Linked DNA regions of Mus musculus: region 2 is linked to region 1. The links are chromatin contacts, called in public HiChIP or PLAC-seq maps. All regions are on one chromosome and are shown on one strand. Each heading gives the region's core, a stretch centred on a gene start, on an enhancer-like site or on the middle of the called end of the contact. The rest is flanking DNA. Distances are from core to core; before and after follow the strand shown.

The links. HiChIP or PLAC-seq counts read pairs in DNA pulled down with a chosen protein or histone mark.
Region 2: a contact with region 1 is called in an H3K27ac HiChIP or PLAC-seq map of SST interneurons, with 7 times the contacts expected there. The contact joins two enhancer-like sites. A contact is called at or near these places in 1 of 39 promoter capture datasets (hippocampal neurons), 1 of 115 datasets of contacts at active chromatin or transcription factors (SST interneurons) and 2 of 9 other capture datasets (adipose tissue and pancreatic islet).

Annotation. Positions count from the first base shown.
Region 1 is chr2:69,225,018-69,231,375 of GRCm38.p6, reverse strand. It overlaps G6pc2 (glucose-6-phosphatase, catalytic, 2), which reads right to left. Exons shown (of 5, transcript NM_021331.4): 4 at 5,449-5,564; 5 at 3,383-4,808. The coding sequence ends at 4,297. Among named protein-coding and RNA genes, the nearest start is that of G6pc2, 8.2 kb to the right of the region's middle. Within about 2 kb of position 2,560, at least 6 of the 459 cell types and tissues checked have an H3K27ac peak or open chromatin away from gene starts, as enhancers often do. A contact at or near this core is called in SST interneurons, where this site is marked.
Region 2 is chr2:69,399,103-69,405,460 of GRCm38.p6, reverse strand. It overlaps Dhrs9 (dehydrogenase/reductase (SDR family) member 9), which reads right to left. Exons shown (of 5, transcript NM_175512.2): 5 at 2,375-4,227. The coding sequence ends at 4,004. The region is part of intron 1 of Gm36393 (a long non-coding RNA gene); the gene reads left to right. Among named protein-coding and RNA genes, the nearest start is that of Gm36393, 3.4 kb to the left of the region's middle. Within about 2 kb of position 2,945, at least 48 of the 459 cell types and tissues checked have an H3K27ac peak or open chromatin away from gene starts, as enhancers often do. A contact at or near this core is called in SST interneurons, where this site is marked.

The DNA.
Region 1 (6,358 bases), core at 1,311-3,810:
GGGTCAGCTTTGAAGTGTCCAAAGCCAATGGCATTCTCAGTTAGTGTTTTTTCTCTTCCCACCTCTCCCCCCCCCCATCTCTCACTGTCTCTCCATCTCTGCTTTGTCTCCCACCCCTCTGCCTCATGACTGTGGGATCAGATGGAACTTGTCAGCTGCTGTCTGGCCTGCTGCCATACTCTCCCCTGCGCCCCTGGCCCCCTTCCCCCACATAATGGCCACAGAGTCTCAGCCTCTGGAACTATGGGCCCGAAAATGAAAATGTTTTATAAGTTGCCTTGGTCATGCTATCTCTTCACAGCAAGAGAAAAATACCTTAAGCCTGAGGACCCTAATCCAGCAGAACTCCAGATGCCACATTTATTCATCTCCCTGCCTTGTCCTGGCTGCCTCTCTGAGGAAGCAACACAGTCTTTGAACTGAAGACAGATTCTCTTCAGAGATCACATGGCAAGATGTTGCAGGACAAAGAGAAAATACTAAGTTAAAAACTTGTAACAGAACAAGATTAATTGGTTTCACACTAACCTTTGTAGCTTCCCTCGTTGAGTTTTCTCCCTACTTTAGAGAGATCTCCTCTCTGCTGCATAAAGAAATGAGACGTGGTTTCTTTTAAATCGTTACTGTGATTTAGGACAGCAAAGACAGTAATTAGTACTCTTTACAAACCAGCCTCACATTCGACATAAACTGCACTTGTCTTTTGCAGAGCCCAAAATGAAGCATTTATTTTTAGAATTTTCTCATGAGTTGTGGTTTGCTTCTAGATCTTTCTACCATTCATGTTCCTTTAACGGAAACAGGGTGGGGACATTAAAATATTAACAGAGTAGCATAACCTGACCTTTATGGGGGAATCATCAGTTGATACATTAAAGATAAGGGAAACGTTAAGGATGGCTCTCTAGTTCCTAGGCAACATTAGATTCAGGTATTCATCTAAAAAAGCTATTTATGATTTACAAAGAGACAAAGGCCATCAGTGAGGGCAAAGTCTTCAAGGCAGCTGGATATGTGGAGAGCTTTTGTAACTAGTTTCTGAATGACCACAGAAGTGCTGCTATCAGACATACGTATATGCTAAATTGGGAAAACATGGTCAGTAAGTCTTCCAGTTATCCTGAGTACAGCCATGAATTGTGGGTAAAACACACAGTTTTGTTGCCACTAGATTTCCAAGACATGATGTAGGAAGGATGAACCCAGCCTCCTCAATTTGGAGCAGGAAAGCTGAGTTCAAGGAGACCGGTATGGCCAGAGCTCCCAGGGTGGAGTCAAGGAGACAGGATTTGCACTGATGGAAATATCTATTGAAAATGCCGCAAAGCCCAGTGATAACCTGCTATAGGCTCTCGGCCTCACCTACAGCAGTTTGAGATAGGAGACAGTATAAATTTTGTTTTGCTTTGTTTTCAAGAAAACAACAACAACAACACTGCAGGGTTGTACTTGTAAAACCCAGTTCTGCAGCCATTGGACACCTATTTAAGTTAATTAAGAATAAGTAACATTTGCCGGGCAATGGTGGCGCACATCTTTAATCCCAGCACTTAGGAGGCAGAGGCAGGAGGACTTCTGAGTTCAAGGTCAGCCTGGTCTACAAAGTGAGTTCCAGGACAGTCAGGGCTATACAGAGAAACCCTGTCTCAAAAAAAACAAAAACCAACCAAACAAAAAAAGAATAAGTAACATTTTATAATTCTCTTCTTTGGTTGTATTAGCTGCTGCCTTTTAAGAGCATAATGGTCAATACAGAACAAATATCTTTATCACTCCAAAGAGTTTAATTAAAAATTGCTGGAGAAAGTAGTTTGAATATATTTAATGAATTAAAATGTTTAAAATGTTTTTTATGTTAAAAATTTGGATCTGTAGTATTTTGAGCAATGCTCTTGGATTTCAAAAATGTCCTATAGCATTTCTGAGCTCTCTGTTACAGGGCCAAACCCACAGAGATGGCACCAACTCAGCCTTCTAAGGGAGAAGTTCAATTAATAGGCTGCCCAAAGGAAGGGACTCAACAGTCTTCCTGGTAGCTAGTTTTAAAAAGCAGTAATAAATTCCCCTGCGTTTCTTTTCAAATGCGGGTTTGATTGGAACAGCTTCCCAAGTCACTTGTCTAGATTTTATCATCCTGGCAGCTCATGATACTGGCATTTTTTTTCTCTTGAATATGCAGATGTGTAGACGCTTTGATTAGATTGATATCCGTAAGTCAAATGAGCTCATTTTGCTTATTTCTTGTGAATAAATTGGAAGCCGAAGTCTTCTCCATCATGATTTAAATCAGGCATTTTTCTCCAAGGCCATACAACACTGTTTCTCTTGCTGCCTAAGCAATTCCAATCACAAAAGCAAATTGCCTCCATGTGGATTCCTCCAGGAGACATCAGCGAGAGAGAAAGAAAAATCTCCTCACTAGGGACTCTGAGGCTTCATGGTAGACAGGGGTAGAGTTGTTGGAGATTAATTATTGAAAATACGCCGTGCCTCATCCCATTTCCCTTCTGAGGATCACATGCCATCTAACAGACAGCTGTGTGGAGTAGCTGAAGAAAGCTCCTCGATGGGCGGGAAGCTACAGGGAGTGTGTGGCAGAGCCGGGCACAGCAACAGAATCTCCTAGCTATTGATGGCACAGCCCCCTCAGTCCCAGCCCAGGCAAAAGCAGGCTCAGAATGTACTGGGATAGAGGATTCAAGATTATTGACTCCACAGGAAGTTTTGAAAAAAGGCTCAGAGGGAAGCAGGCCTCTTACATTTGCAGATGGGACTGGGCAGAAAGAACACAATGTGCTGAGAACTACGGAAGCCTTATGGGGACAATGGCAAAGAGCACTGAAGAAATGAACAAGAATCATCCTGTTCTATTTCTTTTGCTCCAGTGCTCCAACAAACATGGGATAGATTTATTCTGAAGTAAAAGCTTTTTTTTTTTTCACCCTGTTTTGTTTTGCTTAGGGAATCCATTGCCTGTTAAAAAAGAGAACCTTAGTTAAAGTGTCTTGGAAAAGCAATAGTTCATTTTCTATAATTACACTTGGAAAGCTGCCAATAATTAGCTGTTAGATATATTATTTTCCATGACTACTATCAAATAGCCTTTCCTTCAACTGGTGTGTTTTCATACACATTGATGACCTATTTAATCGATCATCACCTAAAAGCAGCTAACTCATCAATAGTATTCTTGAGAAGTTACCTACGGCATTGCAGTAGATCACAGGCCAATCAGACTCATGATCTTTGAACTTGATCAGAAAGACACAGTTATCAAATGAGTCTAGAATTTCAATGAGGGAAGGAAAAAACCAATCTCACTGAGAAGTTGGTGTATATTAATAGCCCATAAATAACACTTTTCTGAAGTAAAGCACAGAGATTAGTCCGATGCACTAGTATTTAATCATTTTTTTCTGAGGTAGAAGAATTTGATTATCCTCATTTTTGACAGACTTGACTCTTAGAAGTAAAACATGGGGATGCCCCAGTGAAGAGATGAGGCTTTTCTGGTGAACAGTAATCCAGTGGGTTGTTTTCAGCAGCGTTTATTGAAATATATACAGCCATTGCTAGCCTGGAAAAGACACTGTACTCTGAGCATAAGTCAAGCAGAATGTAGCATTCCAATGCCATTTCTGAAAACATGGGTGTTTTAGATGGCAAACATAGATTTTAAATACATGCATTTGCTCTTTTTTTTTAACTCCCTAAAAAGAAAGAAAGAAAGCATTCTTATAGAGATATATGTATCAGAAGCCTTGTGTTCCAACTCTGGTTTCAACCCTGCACTATTACAGTCAAGTTACTTGATCTGAACAAACCTCTATTTCCTTATCTGATACATGAGAATTTTGAAAGAATTGACTCCTAAAAGTAAAAGTAGACCGTGGTCACTTCTAAGTGGTCCACAGGAGCCTGAAGTAGCCAGACTTTAAGATGATAGAAACATCAGCTCCTGGGGGTTTTGTTGACTGCTAAATACTATGATTAGAAGGAGTCTTTCTGCTAACTGGAATGTAAGCATCCAGCCCCTGTCAACTGTCTTTACATGGGTTATACCATCTCTCATATGTTACCGTATTGTCAGTTTTGTCAAGAAAATATGGACTTTCTGGTTAAATACTGTTATTTTTTAAATGCCACTTGGAAAGCAGACTAAACATGTCTGTGGGTGGAGCAGGACCTTTGGTCATCATGGTGTGACCTCTGTAGAGACGCTCCCAGTCTCTGTGCTGTGGCTCTATTGAGGAAAACAGAAAGTAGGTGATCCTCAGACCACAGGGCACTGCAGCTCTATTTAGTCTTCTTGTCACCGGGTCTCATTAACATATGTACACAGTAGGGAATTAGAGCCACCACCATCAGGGGGATGGACGCACTTTTACAGAAAGACAACAGGTAAAATAAAGGTTCCGCGTGAGTCGGGATCTTGATGAAGCGATAAAGTTGCATTGTGGTCAGTGAGGTCAGAGCACAGAGCAAGCGGAAGCTCGGCTTGGTGCCATTTTCTCCCTGGCAGCTCCGAAGGAACATTTCTGAGTTGATGGCGAAACCCAAGCCAAAGAGGACCCCGAGGTTTCTCACGAGTCCAGCAAAAGGCGTGCTGTCAATGTGGATCCAGTCTGGGTTGGCACACCACTTTTTGGCGATGGGCACGGACCACAGCAGGTCAATACCGAACAGTCGGAGAAGCAGGTAAAAGCCGAGGGCAAACAGGAAGAGGAAGACGTTGGTCTTCAGGTACACACTCAAGCTGGCCATGTGGACTCCTGGAGTGTGTTCAAAGGCCTCGGCTACTAGCATCCCTGGGGATTGGAAAGAGATACTGACATGAGCTTGTGACCCTGAGCCCTTCAGAAACCCCTCCTCTCTGCACCTGGGAGGGTTTAAGACACCCAGGTTCTAACAATTTCCTAAAGTGTTTTAAGACATAAACTGAAAACAGATTAGTCCCATAGTCTTTCAACTACCTACACTGGCCAAGAAGGATAAATCAAAAGTCAGAAACACTGAGTGACAACTCATTTTGCAGGCAAAACACTAAGCAATACAAAGCTGCCACCTGGTGAGGTTAAGCCATGCGTGCAATAAGAACTTAGCTGCAACCGAGTGTCTTGGCTGTGGGTTTGGGGTCCTTATGAGGTCCCCCAAAAGAAGGTGGAGGCACATGATGGTTTGGATGACCACTTCAGTTACACCTCAGAAAAGCTCATCTCGTCACACAGTTCTCCATTTGCACCACTGAGAGAGACTGTGTCATCCTGTGCACAGAGGCTCGTGAGAAAGGTCTTATTAAATCACCGAAGCCCCCAGGGTAGCATTTGTGTTCGTGTCTTGATTCAGCTACCTCTGAAACCAAAGCTGATGACCGGGAGAGTCTGACGCTACAAAGCGGCAAAGTGAAGTGAAGTGATGACACTACTGAATATAAGAGGCTATATTTACCACCAATCACTCCAAGAATGACCTGATGGGGGAAATGTGTGGCTATGAATACTCTTGAGATGCAGACGCTGATTTGAATCAACCAGAAAACACTCCACAGAAAGGACCAGGTCAGTCTGTGATGGAAGAATGGATACAAGTGTGAATAGCAAAGAATTCGTAACACCTATAAAAGTAGGTGGGTGAAACCTGGTCTTCCTCCCTACAGGAATCTTCCAGGTCTGATGGAACACAATTCTAGAGTCTTTCACCTTGAACATGCTTTTATAGGATTCAATGGGTTTCATGTGGGACTTCACATTCCAAAATGCGAGTTCCTAAGATATTAATGAAGTTCAAAAGGAAGGTGTTTAGTCAAAGTTCCAGTATAAGGCAGAGGGAGGTAAGCATGAGGTCCTGCTCCAACAGAGGAGCTACTGGCATTTGATAGCCACTGGGAGGGGAGAGTTAGGTTGTTTGTTTGTTTGTTTGTTTAAGAGTGAGACAGATGCCTGGTATGTCCACCATGTCTGCTAAGTCAGGTTCTACATCCAAGAAAAGTTGAGTAACACAATTGCTCTTGATGAGTTTAAGACAGACAGAGAGGGAAGGAGGGAGGGAGGGAGGGAGAGAGAGAGAGAGACAGAGACAGAGACAGAGACAATGAGAAAGAGAGACAGAGACAGAGGTAAAGAGAGACAGAGGAAACACCCAAAATTGGGTTGGTAAGGAGGCTGTGGTGGATCTGAGAGAAGCTGTGGGAAATGAGATCAGTATCAAGAAATTTGCAAAGAATTATTATAAATATTATTTTTAGAGAAGGCATTTTGATAACCTTGAAATAAGGAAAAAGGGACAAGAGAATTTCAAGTGTAGGGGAATTATTAGTATCAGAATAATCAAGAACAAACCATATAGGGTTTTGTGCTCT
Region 2 (6,358 bases), core at 1,696-4,195, 170 kb before region 1:
CTCTTAGAGTCCCAAGACACGGGACTTGCCAGATAGCTCAGTGGCTAACTGCAATTCCTGCTAAGCCCCCAGTTCACAGTAGAACTCCTGGAATCAGAGGGTGGAAGGAGAAAACTGAATCTCATGCATGCGAGTGTGCACGTGTGAACACACACACACACACACACACACACACACACACACACACACACACACACATTAAATGTGGAAAGTAAAAAAAGGGTTTCAGAGAAAGGAGAAAGTGGAGCCTCTAGCTAAGAATCTTGTCTTATACAATTTCAGTACTCAGGGTTTGCAAATTGCTAATCTACAATGGCTCTCAGTGTGCTAGAAAGAATTCACAGGAAGCCCATGTATTTAAAATTCATTGTGTGATATGTGGCTTTTCTTTTTCCCTTTCTTCCTTTTTTTTTTTTTCCCTCTTAGAGTTCAAGGATGGGGAATTTAGCTCAGATTATTATACATGCAAGAATTTGGATATCATGTTTTTTTCTTTGTAAAGAGAACAGTAAATATCTTCTGTGTAATGGCCATAATGAATTCATAGGAAATCCATGGACTGTACTCCGGGTAGAGCGTGGCTGTTTGAAAAACTGAATGGGAATCCTTCTGATGATGGAAGCAGGAGCTGGAGCCCTAAAGTGTTCTAGAACTGGAGCTAGTTGGCAAAGCAATTAGAAGGCAGTGACCTCCCCTTCTTCAGTAGTGTCAGGGCAGAAGAGTGTGATATCATGAATGTGTTCCATGAAATGTCCCTGAGACAGATGCTGGGTTATTCCTATCAAATCATTCAGATTTTTCCTGGCAGCAGCAATTTCCTGGCAGTTTCTTTGACTGCAGTGTAGTAGTGATAGAGGCTCTGAACTCATCTTGTATCTTTCCATTCTTCCAGTGCCTAGGTTAGCCCTAGCTACAGGGACCACGATAGACTGCCAATATTTTTTATTCAAAACAAAGAGCAAAACAAAACAGCAATAAGAGACTTGGTATTTGTGGCACCCCAATCTTTGGTGTCTTTCTTTTTGTTTGATCTTAAAAGCTAGAAGATTTTAACTCTTGGCTTTGGGTGAGGAGAGGAGAGTGAAGGTCATTGTTGAGGTTAACAAAGGGCACTCACAAACAAATCCCCTAAGCAAGTAACATTAAGCAAACATGATCGAAGATGACAAAGAAGAGAGGAAAGGGGAAAGGAAATTCAGAAATGTAGTTAGAAACCTTCAAAGATCTGCTAAGTGAGAAGAAATAGAATTTACAAAAACAAAAATGAGTGTATCTCTACATGTTTCTTAAAATTATATAACACTTGTACTTATGATCATTATTGAGTTGGCAAGACTGATGTCAAGTGGGTTAATAATGGTTTTTGCTTTTGTATAATCAGAATCGAGGGTTAGGAAGACTTCGAGAGCCTTGGATTCTTTATCATACAGCAGTATTCTGAGCATGGGCTTTGGAATGAGACTGCCTGGGTGAGACTTAGCCCAAGATGACGAGCACTCTAAAATACAGAAATTTACCGGAGTGGCTGAGTTTATCTCCCCAAGTCTAAAACGCACAGCTGATTGGCTGACGAAATGTAGTGAGGGTTAGATGAAGCTGTTCATGTAAGGCATAGCAACTGTAAGACTATGTCACAGGAAGCATCTGCTAATTCACCAGGTATATTATTTTTCCAGCTGTGACATACATACACACATACATACATACATACATACATACATGTATGTGTGTGTATATATGCACACACATGTAAATACATATATATGTATATACATATGTATATATACACACATGTATATAATATATATGTGTATACACACATATTATATATATGTGTGTGTATGTGTATTGTATATGTATGTATATATATATATATATACATACATACATACATATATATATATATATATATATATATATATATATATATATATATATGCATTGTCTGCTTTCTAACTCAGGTGCCACGATTTGGCATATACTCAAGTTGTAGCTGCCATGGAAGAAAAAAACCAGACTGAAGGCTGAGAGTAAACCTTTTGCTATGTGTGACTATTGTCCACAGTTTAGGGTACAGATCCATAGTGCAATCCTATCTGTCTCTATTTTCTCCAACAGAAGTGAAAAGGGTCAGTTTAGGGCAGGTGCTGACTGCCCTGAGTAGAAAATGACAGAAGGTTGTGATGTCCTTGCCTGATCCGTTTCAGGTTACATCCTGTATCCAGGCACCAAGTGGGGCTGCGGATCTGCATCTTTCTCAGGCTGGTATCCCTAAGGAGAGAGCTTGGAAATTGTTAAACTACAGACTGCAGCAATGCTCTGGCTAGGACAGTGCTTCCTAAACTAAGATGGAAACTACTACATTTTTCTTTTTAAAAATAAATCCTGAACTGGGGTGTGGTGTAGCTCAGTGGTGTAGCATGGGCCCATGCCCGAGATTCTGGATTTGAGCCTCCATGACAAAAAGAAGGGTGAAAGAAACCAGAGTTAGGGGCAAGTGTAACAGAACTGTCTCCTTTGGCAAGGATTCAGGAGGCCATCGCTTAGAGTAAAATCGATAGAAATCACCTGTAGGTAGCAGAGTTTTTCATTTTGCGAATGTTTGGCCATTTCTACATAAATGAGCCTGTGGTGTCTTATACCCCCGAGAACTACTGGGATGAATACTGTAGAGAAAGGCAAAACTTGAACATTTTTCTTAGCAGCTTCTTGGGAATTTTCTTCATTATGTACTAGGCTGAGCTACCCACAGATGGTTTAGGGTCTTGAAGATAGTTTAAATGGAAGAGATTCTCTTTCGTCTGGACAGTTTACATATGCAGCAGGCTCCTTCACAGTATCTCCGAACCAACAAGTGAAGAGCAGCCACCTTGTTCTGCTGAGCGAGCCTTCTCTGTGGGAAGGCTGATGGCGGAGCTACAGCTAAGAAGGAAGTACTCAGAGCTTAACAGAAGTGCAGCTGGCACACTGCTAACACAGATGCTGCAGCTGGCAAGCTTGCGCTCAATGGTAGACTGCATGACACTTAGTTTTTGATGGGAAGAAAGAGTAAGCGAATTGTAGCTACTTAAAGGGATAAGAATAATAGAAAGCATCTCAGGATGAGGCAAAACAGAGACAGAATTAGAAGGTTGAGCGATTGGATTAGCATGATTGGAAGATCAATAAAGGAATTCCCTTGGGATTCTGCAAATCTTGGTAGTCTTTGGACATCGGGAAAGTCAAAGGGCAGTAAGCAAGCCACAGAGTCTGAAGCCATGAGATGGAGCCAAGAACCTGGCCTTGTAATGAGGAGCAGCTGTAGCCAACAGAACTGGTGTGCTTCCGCTGTGATGCAGCTGACTGATGAAGGTACTGGTGAGGTACCTCTAGGGCTAGGACCAGATGCAGTGACTTCACGGTAACAGCAGTAGTGTGTCCTCTGTGTCCCTCTGGAGTATGAGGCTTGTATTGGCGTGTCCCCACCTTTCATTCCTTGTCTTTTTCTGCCCTTCTATTTCTTCCCTGTTTCTAACCGCCTCTCAGTTCATACCAGTGCTCTGCGTGGTAACACCTTTTATCTCTTTCTTGTTCTTATCAAAGCTTATCAGAATGTATTGAGTCTTCTTCTCTGCCAGATAACAGAGCCATTGGATCCACTTATTAAAGACTTCTTATCACTTAACATTTCAATAAGCGACAATGCTTAGCAATCTGGATTACTGAACCAGTCAGGGGCAGGTAGCAGCACACCTATTTTGGATGGAGAAGTCTTTCCATTTCTCTTTCATCTTACCAATCAGGTAAAGCTTCAGTATCTGGCAAGACTGGCTTATGAGATAGGCCTTCTCTGTCCTTATTTTCACAGAAGACTTAAGAAGAGACTATGGACTATCTTCTTTTAAAAACGGAAACCTGGTCTAAGTGAGTCCGAGTTGGGTCTGGTAAAGAATGAGATTGAGGTGCCAAGTCTCTGAAATCAGCCAATCTCGAAGCTGGGGGCAGGCATTTGTGGTTAGTTGAGTCACACAGCTTTGGGATTTGCCAGCTCTACTTTCTGTTTCAGCAATAAAAAGTCTTGTAAAACTGCTGGCATGTGAGACAGAGGTATCCAGAATGTCTTGGCATCTTTCCCAGCAATGTACCGAGTCTTGGGGAAGAGACTTGTTAGAGCGTGGTCCATGCACCCTACCACTAGAGAGAGGTCCAAGTTCACCGAGGAGGTATTGCTTTTCAGTCTGTGTAGACCTATAAAAAAGAGACAAAATATGTTCATTCTTGGGCAGAAAAGGAGAGTCAGAGTGGGAGGCTAGGGTGCAAACAGGAAGACACTAGTGACAGGGACTTTGTTTTGACTTTGCAATTATAATTGAGGCTCACTGGAATGGTTTTCCATTCTCCAGAAAAGGATGCTGCAATGTTTTCTTTAGGCCAGCTGATCTCATCTCAAACTTGGAAGGGCAGTAGAATCGCCTTACAAAGCTTGTTGAAATCCAGACTTCTGGGTTTTACATACAGAATTCCTGAGCCAGTAAGCATGATGTAAGTCTTAGCATATGCATTTTCCACAAGTTTTCAAGTGAAGCTATTGGTCTGAGGACTTTGAGGACTATTTCTCTAAAGGTAGTAGAGAGAGGATACTGTCGTGTCCATGGGGGCCTTTTCTCTAGGAAGTCATGACTTTGAATTCTAGTCTATTCTGAAGAGTACTGTGTTATAGAAAATACGATTATATACATGACCTTGTGTGTGCATACAAGGGTGGAGAGGGAACTTAGACACCTCACATCTCTCCCAGTTTTGTCCTGAACCAGAAGTTAAATAAATGTCTCTGGTTATTGGGCAAATAAAGTGCGTCATGACCTAAGATCCCACCAGAAAGTCAAATAATCTCACAAGGGGTTGGGGATGGATTCTTTAATAGAAAAGTGCTAGAAAGACTAGCCTTTCACAGGCAGGAGAAGGAAATTGGAACTTTATCTCATCCTGAATAGAAAAGTCAACTCAGAACAGATAAAAGACTTGAAAGTAGAACCTGGCACTATAAAACACAGAGTAAAAGCTTTCTGAAATTGGACCAAGCAGTAAGTTTTGGAGATGCTCCATAAAGCATAGACCACAAAAGCCAGAATTGATGGACAGGACTGCATCCGACTAACAACTTTCTGTGCATCAAAGGAAGCAGTTAAAAGAGCTAAGAGATAACTCATAGACTGGGAAAAATATTTGCAAACCATACATTTATAAGGGCTTAATAGCCAAAAAGAAATATAAAGGGATTTCCAACAACTTGATAGAAAAAAATTGAACAATCTGATCTTTGAAACATGAAAAGGAACCAGACAGACATTTCTCAAGAGGCCATTAAACAGGGCCAGTGGGTGTGTATGCGAATGTGTTAGTCACAGTGCACGAATTGCTCTAGTGCTCAAATTTAACCCATGGCAAGACATCATAGTGGACCATTAGAGTGGCGGGTGATGAGACAAAAGATGAGCAGTATTGACTGTGGTGCTGAGGGAAGAGATCCTGTACATGTAGTTGCTGAGAATGTAAACTAAAACAGAAACTGGTGTGAGGCTTCCTTGAAACATGCAAAATAGCACTACCCTATAATATCCACATGCTTTCAAACACACCTGAGCTGCGTCTTCTCAGAGGAAAAGCTACCATGTTAGATCGACAGCTCATAGTTGTTTAGGAAACCTAATAAGTGATGGTGATAGCTGTTAAGTGAAGTTGTTTAAAGAACATAGTAATGTCAATGGCTAGTTTAAATTATTGTTCAGCCTGAGAAAATGGAGAAAGGTGACTTTAGATTTATGGTCTGCATTGGGACTGTGAGTCTGGCTCATCTCTAAATTCTGACTCGGAAATATTTAATATAATACTTAATATTTAATATCACTATAAATTTGGGCTCAACGCTCAAGAAAATTCTGAATGTTTTCAACCCCAAGAAATGACAAATATTTGAGGAAAATCAATCCACCAGCCTCCTTGGTCTGTTTATCACTTGGTATTCTTATTATGCTATGCCTCATAAATATGTACAATTGTTATATGCCCAAACAGAAAAAAATTGCATGGAATCTTGTGATATAGCTATAGGTGCTTATCAGCTTCAACATCATCATTATCTCGTATAGGAAGCTCTTTTACAGGAGGAACTTTGTCTCTGAAGCGTTAAGTCTAACAGGGTTAAGTTCAGTCTGTTTCCTTTGACCTACACAAAACCTTTAGAGTCAGAGTGCAAGAAATGCAGCTTTTAATGGTGATGGCTCTAAGCTTACAGAGACACTCTTTGGAAAGTTTGTCAATCAGGCATTTTAGTTGAAATCATCAGGAGCCTTTTTTTTTTGCACGCACGCGTGTGTGT